2 separate regions of the Callithrix jacchus genome follow, and region 2 is linked to region 1. A link is a contact called in public Hi-C data. All regions are on one chromosome and are shown on one strand. Each heading gives the region's core, a stretch centred on a gene start, on an enhancer-like site or on the middle of the called end of the contact. The rest is flanking DNA. Distances are from core to core; before and after follow the strand shown.

Region 1 (6,405 bases), core at 713-3,212:
ACAGATGCTTCACTGGTTCTGTATCTGAAATCTTGTTACTAACCTAATGGAAGTGCCTAGGGAAGTGGCTGTTTCACACCATTTGGTGAGATGTTTGGGGTCATCTCGCCAGAGAACAAACCAGACCACAGTTGCCAGGTCTGTCAAGGGGCCAGTGTAAGGTAGGCGCTAAAAGTGAAACTGGTACTCTCGGTGCTGAGTCCTAAGGTTCAGGATTTGGGTGCCCCCAGAGCTCTGCACTCATGACTGGCTCCATCCATCTGGCCATAGTTCAAAAGCCTGGCTTTCTCCACCTCTATGCATTGTCAATTTGGTTTAATACATAAAGATGGTTTAGTCCTTGTTTGTCTTTTAAACACCTTCACAGACACCATTTGCACTTTCACAGGCGTGAGAGATGAGTCAAGCAGGAATATGATCTTCGTTTGACAAGAAACCCAAGTACCAAAGAGATGATGCGATGTGCGTAAGACCACATGATTTCTAAGGGGCAGGGCCTGAACTCCAGCCCAGCATTCCTGATCCTTACCCTGGACTCTGGCTCCCTGGGCCGTCAGGGGAGTACAGTAATGGGAAATGCAGGCTAAACTCCAGGGACTCGAATCTCTGAGTCGCAGGCCTAGTTCTTTCCCTATAGGGTCCTGGACCTTCCAACTTCAGGCCCAAGCTTTTTGGCAACCTGTATGAACGCGAAGCGATAAGTGTCCTAGACCAGACTCCAGATCTTTCTGAGTGGGGCTGTCAGCGGCTTTAGCCTCACCGGGCACTAGATGGGGGTGTCTGCTCTATACCCGGACGAGGGCGGGGCGCCCGCTGGCAAAGCGCATTTTCCAGCGCAAGCTGTTGGGGTGTGGGGCTGGCGAAATAGGGAAAACAGAGGGGGGCGCGCCCACCATCTGCGTCCATGCAGCCCCCCAGGACCCTGCAGCCCTCATCCAGCGAAGGCTGGACGCGGCGCCCCCACGGCCGAGGAGGGAAGAGGCTGGGAGGGCGCAACAGGCCCAGGCTATGCCGGGCGGGGAGCTTCGGCGGGCAGCTGCACCCCCAGCCCTGGAGGGCCGGGGAAGGCCGAGCCGACCAGCAGACGGAAAGGGTGGTGCTAAGTCGCCTCCATGCCCGCGCGCTCTCCCGGCTCTTCCTCCTGTCCTCGGAGTCAGCTCCCCCGCCCGGGACGCCCCGCGCCACTCCGCGCCTTTGGCCCTGGCTCAAGGTCTTGTGATGTGATTAGCAAAGCCAGCGCCTTGTCCTCAGACACTCAGCCCAGCCCGTCAGGCCCCGGCGCTCAAGCCCTGTTTACTGAGCCTGGGCGGGGAGAGGGCGGAGAAACGAGCCCGGGCTCCTCGGGCGAGACTGCCGCGGCGGCCGCCCGCGTGGCTGTCCCCACCCCCACCGCGACTCCACGTGCAGTCGGGCTGGAGCCGCCACTGATGGACTGCAGGCCCCGAGCCCTCGCCTCCTGGCCGGAGCACCCTTTGCAAACACGCCGGGCTGCGCGGACGGTTGCGATATTCTGGCATTTTGCAATTCCCGCGCCTAGCACAAAAGCGAAGGTGGGAGCTAAAAGCTCCACAGGTCCGCCTCGGAGAACAGGGAAGGGAAAGACACATCCGGGGCTGCAGAATCCCGGCCACGCTAAACGCACCGGGGCTCTCCAACCGCTCAGCCCCCGAAGAGGAGAGCCGTGCCTTCCCGCCGCCACCCGGCGGCACCCACTGGGACCAAGCGCTGCACGCTGCTCCGGCCGCCGGCCCCGCCCCGAGGCCTCCCACCCCCTCCCCCAGAGGAAAAAAAATTGGCGGCGACCAATGGGAGGCCGAGAGGCGCCTGACGTCCACCAGCCGGCGGGCGGCGTTGCCTGGAGACCCCGGCGGGGGCTGCGTTCTGTCCCCTCCCCCGGCGTGCCCGCCCAGCGGCAGCCGCAGTTCCCCGGGCTCTATATAGGACGCGCGCTTGCGGGCCGCCGAGTTCCAGCAGTCCGCGAGCTGCCGTCGGCTCCGCGGGGGGGGCGGGCCGGGCACCCCGGGGCGCGGAGGAGCGCTCCTAGCTTCTCTCCTTCCCCCCAGCCGCACTCTGCCGGACCCTCCCGCCGGCCCGCGCCGCTGCCCTCGCCCTCTCCTCTCGCCCCCCGGCAAACTTTCGGCTTCTCTCCGCCCCTCGCCCGTTATTCGTCGTGGCTCTAGCCCGGCCACGCCGCCCCGAGGGCTCCTCCCGACCGCCCTGCCTGCCGCTCCGGCCACTGCGGGATCCAGAAACATGTCGACCACACTTCTGTCCGCCTTCTACGATGTCGACTTCTTGTGCAAGGTACGAAAGGGAGCGGGCCGGGCCGGCAGCCGCCGTTCAGTTCTCGGACTTTGCCTCTGTCCCCCGGTCCTGGGGGACCCCCCCCTCCCGCCCTACCTTTCTGGTCGGGAAAGTCCCAGGGTTTGCAAAAGAGTGTGCGAGCGCCCTGGAGGCGGGGAGAGCGGCAGGGAGGGCGCCGCTGTCGCTTTGAGTTTCTCCACTGCGGACCGCAGCCACGCTGCCCGGGGCTTCCCGGACCGGCTTCGCGCCGCCCACCTCGGCCGCCCGGGGCGAAGGATCACGTGTCGAAACCCAGCGCGGCCCGCGGTGGGCGTCCTCCCCTCTCCCGCTCCTTCCAGCGCGATCTTGCTCCTTTTGCGCGTGTATGGGTGGAGGGTGGAGGCCGAGTCGAGATCCGCCAAGAGGGAGGCAAAAAAGAGGAAAGAATCAGGCTGGGAGTTCCTCTGCAGCTCGCCCGGAGTCTGTCTTCCCCTTCGTTTTTCATCCCTTCCCCGCTCCCCTCCCTTTGGCAGACGGAGAAATCCCTGGCCAACCTCAACCTGAACAACATGCTGGACAAGAAAGCGGTGGGGACGCCCGTGGCCGCCGCCCCCAGCTCGGGCTTCGCGCCGGGCTTCCTCCGACGGCACTCGGCCAGCAACCTGCATGCACTCGTCCACCCTGCGCCCAGCCCCGGCAGCTGCTCGCCCAAGTTCCCCGGCGCTGCTAATGGCAGCAGCTGCGGCAGCGCGGCGGCCGGGGCCCCGGCCTCCTACGGCGCCCTTAAGGAGCCGTCGGGGGGCGGCGGCACAGCCCTGCTCAACAAGGAGAACAAATTCCGGGACCGCTCGTTCAGCGAGAACGGCGACCGCAGCCAGCACCTCCTGCACCTGCAGCAGCAGCAGAAGGGGGGCGGCGGCTCCCAGATCAACTCCACGCGCTACAAGACCGAGCTGTGCCGGCCCTTCGAGGAGAGCGGCACGTGCAAGTACGGGGAGAAGTGCCAGTTTGCGCACGGCTTCCACGAGCTGCGCAGTCTGACTCGCCACCCGAAGTACAAGACCGAGCTGTGCCGCACTTTCCACACCATCGGCTTCTGCCCCTACGGGCCGCGCTGCCATTTCATCCACAACGCAGACGAGCGGCGGCCCGCGCCGTCGGGGGGCGCCTCCGGGGACCTGCGCGCCTTCGGCACGCGGGACGCGCTGCACCTGGGCTTCCCGCGGGAGCCGCGGCCCAAGCTGCACCACAGCCTCAGCTTCTCAGGCTTCCCGTCGGGCCACCACCAGCCCCCGGGCGGCCTCGAGTCGCCGTTGCTGCTAGACAGCCCTACGTCGCGCACACCGCCGCCGCCCTCCTGCTCCTCGGCCTCGTCTTGCTCCTCCTCCGCCTCCTCCTGTTCCTCGGCCTCTGCGGCCTCCACGCCCTCGGGCGCCCCGACGTGTTGCGCCTCCGCGGCGGCTGCAGCTGCGGCCGCTCTGCTCTACGGCACCGGGGGCGCCGAGGACCTGCTGGCACCGGGGCCCCCTTGCGCAGCCTGTTCGTCCACCTCCTGCGCCAACAACGCCTTCGCCTTCGGCCCGGAGCTCAGCAGCCTCATCACGCCTCTCGCCATCCAGACCCACAACTTCGCCGCCGTGGCCGCCGCCGCCTACTACCGCAGTCAGCAGCAGCAGCAGCAGCAGCAGCAGCAGGGCCTGGCGCCCCCCGCGCAGCCTCCGGCGCCGCCCAGCGCGCCCCTCCCCGCCGGGGCCGTCGCGCCTCCCTCGCCGCCCTTCAGCTTCCAGCTGCCGCGCCGCCTGTCCGATTCGCCCGTGTTCGACGCGCCTCCCAGCCCCCCGGACTCGCTGTCGGACCGCGACAGCTACCTGAGCGGCTCCCTGAGCTCCGGCAGCCTCAGCGGCTCCGAGTCCCCCAGCCTCGACCCCGGCCGCCGGCTGCCCATCTTCAGCCGCCTCTCCATCTCCGACGACTGAGGCAAGAGGGCGCCAGTGAGGAGGAAGGAAGGGAAGGCGGCTCAGAGATGTTGGAGGACACCCCTCGCCATCTCGTCCCTGCTGGGCACGGGATTGTGGGGGGTGACATGGGCCCCAGGCAGACTGCAAGCCCGACCAGCACTTGGACTCGAACTCTGTGCTGGGAGGGGCCCCCACCCCTCCTTTTTCGGTTTCCTCTTGTTTTGTTTTTTATTTTTATTACGAAGTTTCATTCTTTTGAGCAAAAATGTCGACGAACTTTTTGTATTGAACAAAATATTCACAACAGGGCAGTTGTGATAAGAGTAGAACAAAAAAAAAAAACACTTAAACTTTTTTTAGGACTCCAGTGAGTTTGGGACTTCAGGAAAAATCAACCCAGCACCAGCAGCCATCAACTACCATTCCATCTCTTCACTTGAACAGCATTAGTTAAGTCCAGATGTGGAAACTCTCCTCTTGGAAGAAGTTCCTAATTGTTTGTCTCAGACTGGTGTAAACAAGCTAGCCAGCCACCTCCTTGCTAAAACTATAAGCTTTTTAGAATCCAATATTCTGCCAGGAATATGCCTTGATAGTTATCCCTCAGCCCATATGTGGTTTTTTTGTTTAACAGAGTTATATATGTCTGGGGGTTTAAAAAAAAACCCTTGCATTCCAAAGGTCCATACTGGTTACTGGTTTCATTGCCACCACTTAGTGGATATTTAGTTTAGAACCATTTTGTCTGCTCCCTCTGGAAGCCTTGGGCAGAGCTTACTTTGTAATTGTTGGAGAATAACTGCTGAATTTTTAGCTGTTTTGAGTTGATTAGCACCACTGCACCACAACTCAATATGAAAAAAACTATTTAACTTATTTATTATCTTGTGAAAAGTATACATTGAAAATTTTGTTCATACTGTATTTATCAAGTATGATGAAAAGCAATAGATATATATTCTTTTATTATGTTAAATTATGATTGCCATTATTAATCGGCAAAATGTGGAGTGTATGTTCTTTTCACAGTAATATATGCCTTTTGTAACTTCACTTGGTTATTTTATTGTAAATGAGTACAAATTCTTAATTTAAGAGATTGTATGTAATATTTATTTCATTGATTTCTTTTCTTGTTTACGTCAACTTTGAAAGATTGCATGATTTCTTGACAGAAATCTATCTTGATGCTGTGGAAGTAGTTTGAGGAACATCCTATGAGTTTTCTTAGAATGTATAAAGGTTGTAGCCCATCCAACTTTAAAGAAAAAAGTGACCACATACTTTGCAATCAAGCTGAGATGTGGCACACTTTTCTAATTCCAACTTTATAAATAGCAAAAAAAAAAAGTGTTTGCTTATTCCACCAGTTCTACTGTGACATTCTCGAGAATAAAGACATGTAGCAATAAACGGGGAGTGGGGGGGAGTCTCATAGTGCCTTTGGAAGGGCCCGAACTTGCCTTAAATCTTCCTCAACCAAATAAGTATTTTATTAGTGCTTTGAGAGAATCTGAATGTAGGATGGGTTCAACTGCACAAAAGGAATAGATTTTTACCACTTTTTTTTATATAGATATAAAGTGAAGCGACCGCCTCTTAGTGCTGAAGTATGTAGTACATGAATATGCCTTGTTTAATTACAGAAAATTCCAAAACTTGTACTATTTTTTTTTCATGTAGAAAGGCAGGAATGTTTCCTAAGCTTTCCTGGACAGCAGATGAATGAGCGGTAGCTGTAGTTCGTACGTAGGTACAGTTGGAGCACTATATGTACTCTCTGGACTACTTTGACAAGTAGGTTTTTGAATGTACAAGATAAGTCAACTTGAGTTGTAATATATTTTGGGGAATCAGTTCACTACAAATTGTGACTGTAAACATTGTACTGTAAATGTTTTGTAGTTTTCCCCCAATAAAATTTTTGGGAAAAAAGGTATTAACGTGTAAGAGCTTTTCTTTTTAAACAGAATGTCTGGCTTTCTAGCTCCCCCCAGCTAGCCACAGTAGGCATTCACTCCCAGGTTTGGGATGGTGGGGGTTGGAGAGCTGGCAGAGCCAGAGTTCAGAAGAGCCTGCGTCCTCTCATGCCTGTATATATTTTATAAACAAGTTCTAACTGAAAGTAATTATTGGGGCTGTCAAGGGCATTAGTTAGCTGTTC
Region 2 (6,462 bases), core at 2,848-5,347, 250 kb after region 1:
GAAAAGCTATGGCCCTTCCCACTTCCACCCACTGACAACACACAGCCACACATGCTCATTCACCTCCATGGTCCCCTCTCTGCCCTCTCCACAGTGGGGCATCTAGGAGAATCTGGGTCACTCAGGGCCCTCCAATGTCAGCAGACACCAATGGAACCTGGAAGCCCACTTGGCCTGGAAACCCCCTTGGGGACAGCTCCTGCTTACACAGAGCCTGCTGGCCAGGCCGCCCAAATTCCCATCCTCTGACAGTCCTCTCCAGCCGCCTCCACCCAGCTCTGCAGCTCAAGTGCAAAACCACAGCTGGGCACTAGCCAAGGGGTCTTGGGTTTCATCACATTCAACTTCCCACACCTCGGCCAGAGACCAGGATCGAATGGGACTGCTAGCCAGAGGGCTGGGCTGGAAGGCAGAGGAGGAGGTGGGGTCTAGTCTTACCCTCACTTCCTATCCATGGAAAAGGACACCCTCTCTTAGGCCTCAGTTTCCCCTCTATGTAATGGGACAGGACTCCATAGGGCTGGACCAGATGCCAAGGATGCAGGAAAGGAAGGCATCAGAGGCCAAGGCATGGAAGGAGCTTCCAGAACTTCACTGTCCAGTATGGTAGCCTCAAGCCCCTCATAGCCATTTAAATTTAAAGGAAAGAAAATTCACATTTTGGTTCCTCAGTCACTCCAGTCAATTTTTTTGGAGACAGAGTCCACCCAGGCTGGAGTACAGTACCACGATCTCAGCTTACTGCAACCTCTGCCTCCCAGATTCAAGCAATCCTCCCACCTCAGCCTCCTTAGTAGCTGGGATTACAGGTACGTGCCACCTCACCTGGCTTTTTTTTTTTTTTTTTTGCATTTTTAGTAGAGACTGGGTTTTACCATATAGGCCAGGCTGGTCTTGAACTTCTGACTTCAAGTGATCCACTAGCTTTGGCCTCCCAAAGTGCTGGGATTACAGGTGTGAGCCACTAAGCCTGGCCTCCATGTGGCTAATGGTCACTGTGTTGAATAGCACAGATACAGAACATCTCCATCAATACATGAAGTCCTATTGAGGCGCATGCCCTGGCTGGGAAAGACCAGGTGCTGGGACATTGGTAGCTTTACTATCCTGGGGTGGGCAGCTGGGGCAGGGGACTGTGGACAAGAAACATTGGAGACATACTCTCAGTCCTCTCCCCACCTCATGACTGACGAGGTAGACCTGCCATAAAGGGAGCCAGGAGCCTGACACCCAGTAGGGGTGTGGACACTCCAGAGGCAGCTTCCATCCTGACTCCTAGAGTGGAAAGCAGGCTTCCCTGGTCTCCAGCTGAGTGGCACCAGGGGAAGCCTCAGAGAGGGAGGATGTGGCCAAAGCAGGTGCTCTTCCTAGCAAAGGGCTCCCTGGGAGCCACTCCCAAATGGGAAGCATCAGCCCTCCCCTGGCCTCACCTCTGGACAAATTCCCTGAAGGCTTGGGAGCACTTGCATGTGCCAGCACAAAGGTCCTCAGACTTCAGCTTGCACGGGAATCCCTGGAAGCTTGCGAAGGCACAGCTAACTAAGTACAAATGGAAACATGCTCACCTCCACCGTCTATGCGGCAGACTGAAATAGGGGTATCTGGGTTCTGTTCAGCATAGGGCTCATTATTGTGTGGGCCTGTCTGGGTGAAATCATTCAAAGATATTAGGTTGGTTTCATCTGGGCATCTTAGAAAGGAATGCAGCAGAGAGAGTGATATGGCAGACCTCAGGAGAAACCAGTGTGGGGAGAGGAAAGAAAGGGGTGAAAGCGCGGGATGGAGGAGAGGGAGGGAGGAGGGAAGAGAGGAGTAGGGGAGCCCACTCCTGGTCTCCTGCTGACCTTGTTCTTCCTACCCATCTTTTCACCTCCTCCGCACAGCCACCTTACAAGTTGGCAAATGTCTGGCTCCGAGAGGTTACCCAACCTTGCAGCAGACACACGGTCCCTAGGGAGTCAGGCCGGACTCTGTTTCCTCTTCCTTTTCTCCCTCCAACTCTGAGTATTTTCAAATGAAATAAGCCTGGGAAGCAGGGAAGGCTCAGAGCTGTGAATACATTTTTTTGTTTTCAGGGCTCATTGGGCTTTGACAGGAAGCTTGGCTGAGTGCGGGCGGGCGTCTGAGCCCTCTCTCAATGGTGCTTTTTAGGCAGGCCTTTATACAGAATGTAAAGAGGTGCAGTTATAAATATCAGCGGGTCTCGGTGGCCCACTTTGTCCCTCAGCCCCACGCCCAGCTGGGATGCCGTGGGACTTCCCGCTTGCCCTCCTCCCCCAGCCCCTCCAGCCAGCACCACCCTCAGTGCTTCTGGGAAGGGTGGGAACTGCCATGCACCTTGGGCTGGGAAACTAAAGGGCTGTGAAACCCAAAAGTGAATTTTTCCTTCTTCAGGAGAAAGGCTGTTTTCAGTGTCAGGAAACACATAATCCTACAGCCAGCTGTGAAGAGTCCAGAATGCCCCTCATTTTACAGGGGAGGGACTTGAGGCTCCCCACTGGAAAGCTTATCAACATCCTGACCTCAGAGCTCACCCTCCCGCACTGGCAGGGAAAGTCCCACCTTTCACTTTGTTACCCCCACCCGCCTCCCAAGGCACCCACAGCATAGTCATGGTCACTCTTTGGACTGTCTGTACTATAAGTGCTCCTCCAGCTCTGTTCCACTGTCCCTCCACAGATTCCCTGGAGGAGGCAGGTGAGACACGGTCCCACTTTACAGATGGCCAAAGGGATGAGTGACTACACAGCTCATTCGGGAGAGCTGCCTGGCCCCACCTCCTGATAACCAGACTGTGCCCCCAGGCCTCCTCCCACCCCACAGGCCCCTGCCTGCTCCCTGAGGCCCAGGATCACAGTTGATTTAGAATTTCCTGCCCTTCTGACAATCTGTGTGGACAAAACAGGCTTTCTTTAAACCACTTCGGAGGGCATCTCCTCCAGCCCCTTCCTCTGCCTTCATTAAATGCCCTGTCTGAAGCAGGATAAATCTTCAGTGATTAGAAACATGCTCCTGGTTCCTGTCCCTGCCCCGATGGGAAGCGTGTTTCTCAAAGGGTTAATTAACAGCCTTCACACAGGCCGCATTTAGCAACGAACACAAAGCCACACACATAAATAACGTCTGGGGCGGAAGAAGAGGGTGCAGATGGTTTGTGACTTTGCCGTCCTGAGTTTTCTAAACCGGTGTGAACCACGTCCTGTCGGGACCAGGACCATGAGTCAGGATCAGGCTTCAAGGTGGGCCAGGCCAGAGGCGCTAGTGGCCAGCTTGGTGCTCTTTGAAAGCAAGCCCTAAAGGAAAACAGAGTGTGGAGCCAAGATGTGGCGGGGGAGGGAGGAGGAGGGCCTGCTGACTGACCTGGAGAGAAAGGACCCAAAGATGCCAATGGCAAGAACCAAGCAGGAGCCGAAAGACCTTGAGTCCCTGCTCCCTGCAAAGTGGTGCTGAATTTACCAGGGGTGGCCTCCACCTGGAAATTGACCCTGGGTGTAGGGTCCCGCTCTAGCCCTGTAGTGAGTGATGGCAAGACATCCCCAGCCGAAGAGGAATTGTATGGGGCTAAGGAAAGGATCTCAGGAAGGATAGCCCTGAGGAAGCCTGGAAAGTTCTGGAAGTGGCACAGTGGCACCTGCAGTGTTCCACCTCATCCCTGTTCCTCTACACAGCCTTCAGCTCCCCCAGGGGCTCGCATGCCCCTTCCCAAAGCTACAGGAGCACATCTGAAGTCTCATGACGAATGGCAACGGGAACACAGGATCCCCTTGATAGAGAGCAACACTGTTGGGCGGGATGCCTGAAGCCAAAGAGGGAAACGGAAGTCAAGAAGCAGAGGGGGCGCGGCAGATGCACACTGGACAACCCCAAACGCGCCATGGGAATGTGGAGAGGAGAAATGCGACTGGAAAGCGAGCTGTCAGCATTCAGCTGCCCACCATTCTCTTTACCTTTACCAGTTTGCCCTCCTCAGCCCTAAGGGGTCCTCCCCTACTCAGAGATGCCCTCACAGTGCTCACTCAGACCCTCTCCTTCTGGGAGCCACAAGGCGGGATGTGGGGAGAGGGACAGTGAGTCCTGAATGGATTTCTGCCCTGGGAATGAGGGCGCCCTGGTGGCCACGAGAGGCCCTGCCACAGCACAACCTGGGGGGCCATCCTGACCCAGGACTGAACCAGCCTGGGCGTATCAGGCCATGCCTGTCTCCCTGTGCCAGGCTCAGCACCCTGGGGATGAGGGCGCAAATTTAAAAACGGGGCCGACGACACAGGCCTAACAGCAGGCCCTGTGTCCAGGAGTGGCGGGTTTTGCCCAAGTAATTTTCCACAGTTTGGCTTTTTCTCCACACACACACTTACTCACAGAGTTCAGATGGTGGCTGGTCCTCCAGAGGGTTACTCTGGGTCACTCACCTGCTCAGTGACCCCACCTGCATTGATTTCTGCCGCCATCACTGAGCTGCCTCTAGCTTGCTTATCTGAAAGCCCTGTGTCCATCTCAGGGCTACAGTCCCTCTAGCCCCCAGAGTCCCCCCGCTTCACCCCATCAGGGAGGGCCTGGATCTTGGGTGGTTATGGGAACCCCAAATGCACCATCATCGCCGGGCTGGGGCCAACATTTCTGTTTTCTCAGAAGGATCAAAGCCCCTTTCCTAGCCCTGCCAGGAGGAAGCAGTTTTGACTCGTGCAAATATCTGCAGTCCATTTGGGATTTTACTTTGGTGAGAAATAAATACACAGCCATCTGCAGATGATGGAAATATGACTTAAGTAACTTTTTGGTCAAGGCTCCTGGGCCAGAGCCCAGATGGAAATAAGACCTTGTATCTCAGTCTCACTTGCACACTTCCAGAAAAAAGAAAAGGCTGGGGGAAAATGTTGGTGGAAACTGAAGTTCCAAATGGAGTGTGCTATATTTCTTGGCCTGGGAAAGGAAAAATAAACATCAAACAGCGACTCCATTCAAGTGCGCGTTATCTTGCTCATCCTCGCCAAGAACTCACCCTCCTCCCTTCTTTGACCGGGAATTGCTGTGCCTACTAACGGCCCCCACGCCCACTCCTAACCCAGGGCAGGCAAACAATGGGCCAGAAAACCCCGCTCAGCCAAGACCTTTCCCTGCAGCCCCCAGAGGCCATACGATTGGGAAACACAGGCTATTTTTAATGTGTTATTTGTCTACCAACTGCGGCTCCACGAGCCTGAGCAACAGTATCATCTGTGGGAGGTACCATTGATATTTTTTTGTTTTAACTTGCTCAGACAAAGCCACATTTTTGCAGCTTTCAGAAAAGCCACAAAAGCAACACTCTGCAAGGCTGACCTCTTCCCTGGCTTGCCCTTCTGCCCTCCAGGGAGTTCTCTCTGGGTGTGGCTGGGAAGTAGCCCCTGGTTGCTCTGTGCTGGTCAACACCAAGCATGCAGCCCCAAATCCAGAGGGCCCAAGAGAGCCCTCCTTTTGGAGGGAAGACAAAACAGGGAAGGGTGAGGGGGGCAGAGAGAGGATCCAAGGAGAGGGGTAGTGTCTCCATCTGGTGGGGGAGGAACAAACCCTATTCTGGGGGTCCCAGTGTGATGGGAGCAATGGGGCATCCCTAATAGTAGAGTGAGAGAAGTCACACACACAGAAATGGCTTTGTGATAGCCGTCCATCTCCCCAAGTCCATGGGTTCTGATGCTCTGTGCAGCAGGTGCACCCAGAGGCAGATAGAGGGCTGAGAGGGTGCTGGTCAGGTGCGTCTGCCCAGGCTGGGGCTGAAAGGATCCAGCTGGCAGCGGTGGCTCACACCTGTAATCCCAGTACTATGGGAGGCCAAGGCATGAGTCCAGGAGTCTGAGACCAGCCTGGACAACACAGTGAGATCTCTGTTTCTACAAAAAATTTTAAAAATTAGCTGGGTGTAGTGCTGTGCACCTGTGGTCCCAGCTATTTGGGAGACTGAGGTGGGAGGATTGCTTTAGCCCAGGAGGTCGAAGCTACAGTGAGCCTGTTTGTGCCACTGCACTCCAGCCTGAGTGACAGAGCAAGACCCTTGGGAGAGAGAAAGAGAGAGGAGACAGAAACAGACACACACACAGAGAGATGCAGAAACATAAAGTGAGAAGGGAGAAAGGAAAAGATGTAGAGAGTAAGCAGAGATGGAAGACAGAAAGGAAGGAAGAGGGAGGAGGCTCTTCTCTGTTGACCCCATTCCCCGCCACGACCATCAGGACAGATGGAAGAGTGACTGCTCGAGAGGACCAGAATGAGGGACCCCCACCCCAGAGTGAGCCGTTTCCTTTCTCCACCAACACCATGCCCTTGACCTTGGGGCTGAGAGGGTAGAGCTCCTCCAGCGTTAGCCTGGCCGGAGCCACGCAGACCTTCCCTACACTATTCGCCTCTCGGTTTTCTGGTCTATAAAGTGGAGATAATGGTAATAATACCTTCCTCACTTGGGTATTGCAAGGATTGACTGACATAGTG

What was found. Hi-C and Micro-C count contacts between places; a contact is called where the count stands out from the background.
Region 2: a contact with region 1 is called in a Hi-C map of induced pluripotent stem cells, with 4 times the contacts expected there. The contact joins the enhancer-like site here to the promoter of ZFP36L2 in region 1. A contact is called at or near these places in 2 of 3 Hi-C or Micro-C datasets (induced pluripotent stem cells and skeletal muscle).

The regions. Positions count from the first base shown.
Region 1 is chr14:71,626,522-71,632,926 of calJac240_pri, forward strand. It overlaps ZFP36L2 (ZFP36 like 2 zinc finger CCCH-type), which reads left to right and starts at 1,963. Exons shown (of 2, transcript XM_035272687.3): 1 at 1,963-2,304; 2 at 2,817-5,333. The coding sequence starts at 2,254. The coding sequence ends at 4,259.
Region 2 is chr14:71,875,269-71,881,730 of calJac240_pri, forward strand. No RefSeq gene overlaps it. Among named protein-coding and RNA genes, the nearest start is that of TRNAI-UAU, 150 kb to the right of the region's middle. Within about 2 kb of position 4,098, at least 5 of the 16 cell types and tissues checked have an H3K27ac peak or open chromatin away from gene starts, as enhancers often do.